2 separate regions of the Sus scrofa genome follow, and region 1 is linked to region 2. A link is a contact called in public Hi-C data. All regions are on one chromosome and are shown on one strand. The core of a region is the stretch at or near the end of the contact, and the rest is flanking DNA. Distances in the headings are between cores, read along the strand shown.

Region 1 (5,364 bases), core at 2,525-5,024, 96 kb after region 2:
CTCACTCCATGGATTTAGGATCTGGTGTTGCCACAAGCTGCAGTGTAGGTTGCAGACGTAGCTTGAATCTGGCATTGCTGTGGCTGTGGCATAGGCTGGTGGCTATGGCTCTGATTCAACCCCCAGCCTGGGAACTTCCATAGGCCGAAGGTGCAGCCCTAAAAAAGACACCCCCCCCCAATTAAATAAATAAATAAGGCATTTGAGAGAATCAAGGATGGTATAAGCGTTAATGAGGAGGTTTTTTTTTTTTTTTTTTGCATTGAGGGTTTTTTGTTTTGTTTTTTGTCTTTTTGCCTTTTCTAGGGCCGCTCCCGTGGCATATGGAGGTTCCCAGGTTAGGGGTCAAATCGGAGCTGTAGCCGCCGGAACGCCAGAGCCACAGCAGCATGGGATCTGAGCCGCATCTGCAACCTACACCACAGCTCACGGCAACGCTGGATCCTTAACCCACTGAGCAAGGCCAGGGATGGAACCCATAACCTGATGGTTCCTAGTCAGTTTCTTTAACCACTAAGCCATGACGGGAACTCCTGCATTGAGTTTTAATATATGCTCATAGTGGATTCATAGCAGTAATAATATTTTTAGTAAGTAATTCAGTAGAAAAAAATACAGTAGAACCAGTTCGCCAAATGAACTGGAAAGTGACTAAATTAATCTTAAAAACTGCTTTTTGTATTGATAGTGTAATTGCATTACACCCTCCCCATTTAGGCAGTACTTTCTTAATTTCGTGAGCATTGATTCTGTGGTAGTGATGTTACATTGGTTGCATTTTTAGAGAAGGAATGCCAGCCATACGGTGCATGCCTTCATCTTTTAGAGATGGCTTCTTTACACAGCCTCAAAGTAAATTATATGGGCGTAGTTTGCCTTGGTTGTACTACTTTTTGAAGTGATGTTTTGTACCAGCAGATAGCAATGCTATAAGCCCTCCTCCCGGAAACTATACCGTGTTCCTAGGATTTCCCCATTTTTGGTATTGTGAGTTCTTATCTCCAACAAAATCTTCTCAGAGAGAGTTTTAAAGATTCTAGCTGTTAAGTGTTTTACTTGGGAAAATTTTAGCTCCAAGAAAATAACAGTGCTTTAAGTAACAGAGAGCAGCCAAAGTAAGTTTAGTGAATGATGTTGATTCAACAATGTCCCTTATCTGCTGGGAGGTAACCAAACACAAATGCAAAAACTGGTTAATTCAGACAGTGGGGTTGCATAATAGGTTCTCCCAGAGTCTGAGAGAGGGAAGGATCTTGCAGGCAGAACATTCTTATTTGTCTTCACCCACACGCTCTCATTGGTCCCAGATGAAGTTTAAATGGACACTTTTCCCAGCTCAGTCTTACACTCCTTTGGAAATTAACAAAAATTAACTCCCTGTTTTACCCATTTTTGCTTCTGTTGTCAATTGTGCTGATGCAGTTTTTGCCTTGAAATCAAGATGGAAGTGATGTAGTTGGTGATGAGCATGCTCCCCAGGACTCCTGCCCCTCCCAGCCATTCAGCCCGGCTTCGTGTTATTTCCATCCTGTACAGATTGCGTCTGGGCCATTTGCCAGGCGGGCATTATAACTTTGGCACATCGGAACTGAAATCTCAGCTCTTGATTTTCTCAAAACCAATGTTGTTCTCAATGTCACGGTTCACTTAGGAATGTCCTGACTCTGCATCCTACCCCTTGGGGTTGTTGCATCAGTGGCTTCTGTAGGGGTCGTGCTGCTCTGCAGCTGCTACAGAGTACCAGCCTCTTCCTGTCTCTTCAGATCAGCTTTTTCCCTCATTTTTCCTCTGGAATTGGTTTCCTTAGCCTTTAAAAAATATGGCCTTTGGGAGGAATAGTCTTTTTTATGGCTGTAACTCTAGTGCCTAGCCCAGTAGCAAGTTCTTGGTGGGTGATTAAAATAGAGAAGCAGTGTTTGGAAACACTCTGTGTTTTGTTTGCTTTCAATTTGTGCTGTGTTGGAGAAATAAAACCATCAAACAAGTTTATACTTTAAAATCACTACTTGAGAGAAAGCCACTTTTTAAAATCTTCCTCATTGTGTCCTTGTTAGAATGCTTCTCTTGCCCTATCCTTTTTCCATATTCAGAAATTCATTTGGGACAAGGATGCCAGTGAGGCAGTGGTTCCTGAACGTGTGCTTAAAAGTTGTATTTTTCCAGAACCTTGTTTGGGTTTTCACCGATTGATTCACTTTTTCATCTGGAAGCCCTAGGGACTGATGGTGTTTTTTTCCCTTTCTTTCAAAGCAAAACAAGACCTAATGTTACTATAGTAATGTGTTGTCCATGTAAAACATTCCAGACATACACAGTACTTTTTAAGAAAAGCAAAGAAAAAACCCAAGAGGAAAGAGGATAGCTTGGAGTGCTTGCCGTGCTGCGATGCACAGCAGAGGATGCTGGATGTCCGTTTGCCTTTCTACTCACCACATATGTTTTTGCAAAAGCTGATTGGTATTAACGTACTAACTGGCCGTGGAGCTGAGAAAAGCTAAGGGACCAGCCTAGAGATCAGAGCTGATCTCATTTGTGCTAATTGGCCCAGGCACTAGCTAGAGCTTTCACACATAGGATATCTTGGACATAAATTAGGTAGTTGGGTACAGGGCTGCATTAATTTAAAGGCAAATTAATTTCATTCCACAGAATCCTGACATTCAGATGTAAAATACATGTTGAGGTCATAGTGGTCACAGTTATAGCAAGAAAAGTAATGGTGAACATGTAGTAGATCTTTTTATTTGCCACGCGCTGTTTGAAACCTTTATGTGGTGACTATATTTAATCCTTGTTAACAGCACAATAAGGCAGGAGTATGTCCCGCTTTACCGCTCAGGAAGCACAGGCCCAAGGAGTGACGATTTTGTCAAAGGTCACCCTGTTTGCGGTATTTCCCATTCGGGTAGTGCTTGGGGGTGCAGCGTGATTCAACTCGTTTGACCTTTCCAGTTACCCCTGAGGAAGCAGAGCTGATGCTGTCCCCAGTACCATGCAGGGAAGTCAAGGCTTTCAGGAGTAAGGTCCTTTCTTAATGCTGACGTAGCCAGTTGGTGTCCAGCCCTGACAGGAGCCCATGTCTTCTGACAGCCAGGTCAGGTCCTTTCCACCACCACCCTGGGCTGTGTCCCAGGTTACACACAAGAAACCGGACAGGGACTGAATGGGACTCCACATGACCTCTTCAGTCTGTGGAAGGCCATTCCTGGCAGCAGCAGAGAGCATGTGACAACAGGCCTGTGAACAGGGCCAGCAGGCACTGACCAGGGGGGCGTTGGCCTCGTGTGGAAGGACTTACAGATGTGCGGCTCTTCCCCAAGGCCCACTGGAGAACAAGCTGCCTTTATTCCCAGCACAGGCCAGAGTGCCCGGTGTCTTTGCGTTTCATCACACAGGCTTTGCTGTCACTGTGTCTTCCCGTGGGAATCCTTGTGCCTGTGTTGTCTTTTATACGTGGTGCTTTTCCCCGTCATGCCCCTCAGCCAGCCTTTTTGGAGCATCTACTCTTTAGAAAATTGCTCTCTGCGTCTGTGTTTTTTGCTTTTAAACTGGATACTTGATTTCCTTCCTTCCTTCTCCCATTTCATCTTTCCTGCTTCCACCTGTCACCTAACTCCTATTCATCCTTAGAGGTTGTCTCCTCCGGGAGCCTTCCTGGATGTACCAAGCTTCGGTAGCAAGAAGGTAACCTAATTTTTACTCAGCACTGAGCTTACCCGAGCGTCACACTGGTGACGTAGACTGTGGTTTCCTAGTGAAAAGGACATGTAATAACCACAGCTAACACTTAACCCACAGCCTGCCTTAGCATTATTCTGAGTGCTTTGTATTCATGTTACCACATTGGTCTCCAGACACGCCCAGTGAGGACAGGTTCATTATTATAGACTCATTTTATAGATGAGGAAACTCAAAGCCCCAAATGTTTAGGTGAATGTCCCCAAGGTCCTGCAGCTGATAGCAGAATCAGGATATTCCTCACCCCTGCACTGCATTGGAGGTGACTGTGTGCCAGGCAGTGTTAATGCATTTAATCCTCAAAGCAGCCCTAGGAAGTACAGGTCCTGATTCTTCCCTGCGCAGTGATGTTGAGCTCTTTGCCCAGGACCATCACAGTAAGAGGCCCCAGGCAGGATCTGCACCAAGGTCTCTGGCTTCAGAGCCCTTGCTCCAGCCAGCTGCTTGTCTTTGCTGTCTGGCTTCCAGTCTCATAGACACCTCTGCTTTTTTAGATTGTAAACCCCTTGAGAGCGGAGCCTGTGTTATCCTTCCCTCCTTGCCTGGTAACAGGCCTGTGCTGTGGTGGTTACTCAAGGAAAGAGCTACATGGCTGAGTGACTGAGATCGTGAGATGGGTTAGGTGCCTGGATGAAAATGCATAAGCCTTGTTGAGGAGACCATTGAATCTGCCAAAAGTGAGACAGAGGAGGGACAGAGAGGTTTCTCGTTTTCAAAATTGCATAATAAGCGTTTTGCTCCATCAAAATCTCCTGGCAATCCAAGGAAAAGATGAAACTAGAGAAAGGAGAAGATGAAGTCCTGTTATGAGCTCTACTTCCACCCTCATATTTAAGCAGGAAATGCTGGTTATATCCAAAGCCTCCCATCACTCCACGCCTCATTAGGGATTTAGAAAAGGCACTATTTAATCATGGTGGGTCAGGCACTGAAGGTTTTACGATCCCTGTGGGAAAAATCCAGCAGCCAGTGGTCACACTGCCATCTGGAGGCGTCAGGTGGTATATCACTACTCTTTCTGTTGTAAGCGTGGGTCAGAATTCGTCTTGCAAAATGCATTTCCTGTTGAGTCACCAAAGTCCTGTTTCATAATTGTTCCTCTCCCGACTTTGTGCTTTGATCAAATCATTAGTTGTTTTCTGTTCCTTCTGTTCAAAATTTTAGTCCTGTTTTATATTCAGATAACCAAGTTCAGTGTGGAGCAGTTTTACTGATCATAAATCCTTGAATAAAAATGGTGCGTATCAGGGTGAAAGCAAAGAGGTAATGATGGATGGTAGCAGATGCCCATTCCCCCAGGGGAGAGGGGCCTGGGTCAGAGTCTGCCCCTTTCGGTGGAGAGAGGCAGTGGTCTGGGGGAGGGGTTAGGGGAGGCCAGGTAGATTCCTAGATTCCTTTTGCCTCTCGTGCTTGCTCACATCTGCCTTGTCATCATCATCATCATCATCATATTTTAGGGCCTCACCCATGACATATGGAGGTTCCCAGGCTACGGGTTGAATCAGAGCTGCAGCTGCCAGCCTACACCACATCTGCGACCTGCACTACTACAGCTCACAGCTATGTCAGATCCTTAACCTGCTGAGCGAGGCCAGGGATTGAACCCACATCCTCATAGATACTGGT
Region 2 (5,187 bases), core at 1,974-4,473:
GAAAAGAGTCTGTATCATAAGCTATGCCGTATCTTGACCAGTGCTTCATCTGCAAGCTTAGCAGACGAGCCAGATTCCAAATATGCTGTGAAAGTCATGAATTTCAGTGACTGCCATCTTCATGGAATGACTTTGTTGAATTAGGCGAGAACAAAAACTTTCTACATCAGCTTGATACCCTGTGAATTCGACTGTATTTCCTCTTCCACCTCACCTTTCCCTCCCTTTCACTCTGATTTTCACCACCTGCCAAAATTAGACCCAACTTGTCTACGCCTTCCTCTTGCACTAATACAGAGAGGTCTTCTAGTCATGTTTCAATCTCAGAGAGAGGAGAAACCGTGCTGCCCTCTCATCATGACTTGACCATGCCAGTTTCCATTTCTTTGCTACTTCAGGGCCTTGGAGCAATGTATGTCATTGCACGAACTTCTTAAGAACAAGGCTATTGGAGTTCACATTGTGGTTCAGCAGTAATGAACCTGACCAGTATCCATGAGGATGCGGGTTCGATCCCTCGATCAGTGGGTTAAGAATCCAGCCTTGCTATGAGCTGTGGTATAGGTTGCAGACGAGGCTCAGATCCTGCGTTGCTGTGGCTGTGGCATAGGCCAGCAGCTGAAGCTCTGGTTCAGTCCTAGCCTGGGAACTTCCATATGCCACATGTATGGCCCTAAAATGCAAAAAAAAAAAAAAAAAAAAAAGAAAGAAAGAAAGAACAAGGCTCTTGTTCTCGGCCCTCCCTGCCCCCTTGGTCCCAGTGCAAGCACTTCTGCTGACCTCTGGGCTGCCAAACAGCTCTCTGCTGGGTAGGGGCAGACAACCAGTTGCTTGTGCCCAGTGCTCACAGGTAGCTACACTGGCCAATTCCCTTCGGCCCCATCTCTCCAGCCAAAAAGCATCCCAGCCCTTTCTAAAACCTTTTCCCTCCTGGATAAGCCCAGAGGATGCCTAGGATGGAGCCGGAGCTGCCTTAGAATTGACATTGTCAGGTCAACCCTATACATCAGCACTCTACTCAGGCCCCATACCAGAAGGTTGAGGGATCCCCTGTTTCTGGGTCCACTGCTCCTTAGAGTAAATGCTGTCCTTTAGTCGAGATCATGTAAGTAGTCAGGGTGCCCGAAGAGCAACCTGGTATGTGTTGGCCAGAAATGTTTGGCCCCAGACCCACACAACGCACTGAGGGCAACCCTTTCTCCTCTGGCAGGGGAGCTAGGTCTGTGACATCTGGACAGCACCGTGCAGTGTTACCTCCTGTCCCGCCTTGGGTCTTGCTGCCACGGCATGCCACACTGAAGTAGTTATGGACTTCTGCGCCCAGCTACTTGGTTTCTTCATTGTCTGCTCTGCAGTTGAATATATATCTATATTCCTGTCACTCAAGCATCATGTGCATTCCTGGCTCATCCACACGCATACTGTGTCACCTGAACTGTGATGCAGGTCACCTGGAACAGTCTGGAGCGATACTGTGCGGTGCTGCCCTCCGTGGATCTGGACGTGACCGCCTCATTTTTGTCTTGCAGCAGGTGTGTGGCCCTGGCTGGTCTCTTGGCAGGAGTCTTTAGAACCGGACCGCCGTGCTCTGCTGTCCGTTCTGCCGGCCGCGCTGCCTGAGAAGGTGGCTGCTTCCTCCCTCCTCCCAGACACTGTAATTATCGTTTTACAATCGAGTGCCTTAATAATAGTTTACAAATACTGTGTATTTATGGGAAACCGTTGAGCTCTCACCTTCTGAGATTGGATACTTTGCCTTGTTGGCACCAGGGCTGGAGCTTGCCCTGCCCTGCGCTTGTGCTTATCTGCTGTGAGGCCTCACACATGTGCCCACAACCAGGCCAGGAGCATCGCTAGAAACAGTGCTGGCAGTTCCTGCAGGTGAGGCAGGCACTGGCTCAGCCCATGTGTCCCGTCAGGTAGTAGTGAGGAAAGGACTGAATTGGTTGGCTGGCCAGCTGCAGGGTGGTGTAGCCCAGGCCCCCTCTGCATCGCAGCCCAGCCCCTCCCCTGTCCCTGCCCCCATCTCACAGTTGTCCTCTTGTTTTTATTACTACCTAGGCCACCCTGTTTTCCTCTCTGTTGGTGTCCTGAGCTCTTTGCAACAAAATGCAAGTTCAGACCGCACCCCTCCCCCCACCACAAATCAGGAACTCCACAAGTAGGGCTGCCCTTTGGTTTCCAGAAGCTGCCAGCGGGTTCCAGTGTGTTGCATTATGATATCCATGATTTTTTATTATATTTTTTTCTTCTTGTTTCTTTTTATATTATATATTTAAAGGCAGTATCTTTTGTACTGTGAATCTGCAGTAGATGAGGCATAATGCACTTTTTTTTTTTACTTCTGTTGGTGTGTACTGTATATAGTCTGTGTGCTTCTTGTGATGACAATAAACTCTTTCTTTATAAATGCCTGGTGACCTCTGAACTTTTGCAAAAAGGAAGTGGCCTCTTCAGCCCTTGCCAGGAGAGTCAGATGCAGCTTTGTCATTGTGATATCCAGTCTTGACTGACCTGCCGTGTGCTGGGTTCCAGGCTAAAAACATGGACAAGTGAGACCAAAGAACAAACCGGGGGGAGAAGGTTAGCTCCTGCAGGCATTGTCTTTTCCTCCTGATCTAGCCAGTAAGGAAGAGCAGGCCCACTTGAGGGTGGCCACTTGCATGCCAAAATAACTGTCCCCCGCCCCCCGCGCAGGGGGGACTCAGACTTGGGGTGGTGTCTCTTCCTGTACCAGCAGAAAACATAAAGCTAGAGGAGTGCTTGCAAGAACCAACCTAGCTGTTCCCCGAGGGAGAGGGGACGGTGGGGGATAGTCGCGGCTAATAGCCAAGGCAAGAACCCCAGGGACTCCCAGTCGCTGGACACAGCTGAGGCTCATGTCCCGCCCAGGTCACAGTCCACTGCAGGTCAGTGCTTTGGGTGGCGATGCTCCCTTGGTGACTAGCCAAGCCAGGCTGCTTCCAGCAGAAAACCCTGCCTCCTTGGACTTGTGTGCTTCAAGCCGTGCAGCAGGGCAAAGGGCATGGGACTCACATTCCCTCTTAGCCGCCTTTGTCACATCAACTTACGCCAATGGGCAAGTCACATGGGTGAGTGCTGCCTGTCCAGCACAAGTGCCTTGGCGTGGCCACAAAATTCCAGTACCTGCAGATCCAGAAAATCCTTGGTTTGGTTCACCTAGACCTGCTTTGCCCCTCACCTGGACTCGTGGGGAGACTGGTGGGTAAGCTGGAATTCTACAACCAGCATTATGCTGTCCAGCAGACCAGATTACTCTGTTAGCACAGTGAGCCCTTCTAGGAAAATGTCCACATGAAGCCAAATTATGGTTAGGAGTTGCTCATTCAGGAGGAAATCAAAGCAAAAGTTTTGTGGAGCGGTTCCACTGCTTTGACGCCAGCAAGCTATAATGCAGGTTTTTGGAAGCGGCCCACTGAGGGTCACAGGGCAAGACTGGAGACACCTCCTAGATTCTCTTCAGGCTCCACACGTTAATCAGAGCATGAGGAGGGGCCCAGCGCTCTGTCCGTTTCCCTTGGATTCCCTGGGAATTCTGACAGCCGTTTAGAATCCGTAGAGATGAGAAGGTGATGCAATTGAGTAGGCTTTCCCTTTGCTAATTACAGTCACATTCCACACGTGCTTTCTGGAGACAACACCCACCCCACATCGCCCTTCCAGAATGTGGGTGTTCCCAGAACTCATCTGATACTCTTACTGGGAGAAACTTCCTAAGATTGCCCTCACCCTGATTTCATCCTCCGAGTAACAATGCTAAGGCTGACTGTGAGCCCAGGAGCCGCATGCACAGGGAAGCCCCTCAGCCATACGCCTGCAAGAGGCTCCCGAAGGCAGAGCTTGCAGGATGACGTGGCCTTTCAGAAAGATTCGCTTCTTGGTAGGGAAGCCCAGCAACAGTGGGAAAAGCAGGCCCCGCCCGGGAAGCACCCCCTCCCCCATCCATCCCTGCTCCCTCACACAGGGAGCAGAACTATGCTGAGCCTTCCACGTACCCAGCACTTTAAGGAATCCCACTGAATCCTCCAAAGGCCCCGTTATCCTCAGTTTACTGTCAAAGTATCAGGCTGCAGAATATAAGTCACTTGCCCAAGATTACATCTAAAAAGTGCTGAAACCGGGAGATACTGCTCCTGACCCATCTGAAACCCTCTTGGCACTCCTCCCACCCCAGAAGTGGCGTCTGATCTCCCCTTAGGTCGCAGCAAGAAAACAGTCAGAAATGAACCTCCAGCCCCTGAGAAATCTGAACCCCTTCATGCTCCAAAGGCTATCTGGGCAGCACGAGATGTGTTCTCCTCCCCCCATCCGATTCACCATATTTTGCCTTTAAAGGGAAACTGCTCGTGCTCCCTGCAGTATACGTGCAAAGGGTCCCGTTTCAGCCCCCAAATTCCTTTTTTTTTTTTTGGTGAACTGTTTCAGCCAGTAAAGTGTCAGCATTTGCATGAGCAGAATCTACAGCACAGAAAAGGATGCTCAGGAATATGGATGCACTAAGAGAGATTCTCCCACAAGCGCTTAGTAGGTGCCAGGCTCCCTCTGGTTTTGAAATCGGATATCGCAACGGGTTAAAAACAGTGCTACCTACCTGTTGGGGCCAGTAATTTGAGAATTAGCTGATAATAAGTGCAAACCTCATCTGCCTGGCACATGAACTTGCTGTTAGAGATGTTACTGGGGGGAGGGATGGAGGGAAGGAGGGAAAGGGAGGTGTAAGTAAACTACCCTGAGCATCTGCTACTCACAAGTGTTTCATGTGTATTGCCGAGTTGATCCTCACAGCAGATGTGACCCTGTTTTACAGAGAAAGACCTCAGAGAGGTTCGGTCACCTGATCAGGGCCACACAGCCAGGAAGGGACAGAAGCCCAGAGTGCCTGACTCCAAATTCATAATCTTTCCAGATTCACCACCTTCACCCCAAAGAAGACAGCCCTGAATGTACTTAGTGCATAGTGAGTGCTCGATAAATATTGGAGGAGAGTCAATGAATGAAACATGCTGTGAAAACAGGTCCCAAGTTTCAGAAAGCTCGGAAAGCTTGGGGACACCCATGACTGCCTAAACCATGCTCTTCCAGGACAGGGAAGTGAATCAGTCCTACTGGGGCCCCAACACACCAGGTTTGGCACCCTGGACTGAGCTCCAGATCAGCACCAGGCAT

Evidence for each region. Hi-C and Micro-C count contacts between places; a contact is called where the count stands out from the background.
Region 1: a Hi-C map of liver shows a contact between it and region 2, with 8 times the contacts expected there. The contact joins two enhancer-like sites. A contact is called at or near these places in 7 of 47 Hi-C or Micro-C datasets (embryonic fibroblasts, liver and skeletal muscle) and 2 of 2 datasets of contacts at active chromatin or transcription factors (alveolar macrophages and skeletal muscle).

Annotation. Positions count from the first base shown.
Region 1 is chr14:42,123,682-42,129,045 of Sscrofa11.1, forward strand. The region is part of intron 3 of CORO1C (coronin-1C); the gene reads left to right. Among named protein-coding and RNA genes, the nearest start is that of SELPLG, 32 kb to the right of the region's middle. Within about 2 kb of position 3,775, at least 44 of the 83 cell types and tissues checked have an H3K27ac peak or open chromatin away from gene starts, as enhancers often do. A contact at or near this core is called in alveolar macrophages, liver and skeletal muscle, where this site is marked.
Region 2 is chr14:42,028,433-42,033,619 of Sscrofa11.1, forward strand. It overlaps SSH1 (protein phosphatase Slingshot homolog 1), which reads left to right. Exons shown (of 16, transcript XM_001929329.5): 16 at 1-2,410. Among named protein-coding and RNA genes, the nearest start is that of CORO1C, 32 kb to the right of the region's middle. Within about 2 kb of position 3,224, at least 27 of the 83 cell types and tissues checked have an H3K27ac peak or open chromatin away from gene starts, as enhancers often do. A contact at or near this core is called in alveolar macrophages, liver and skeletal muscle, where this site is marked.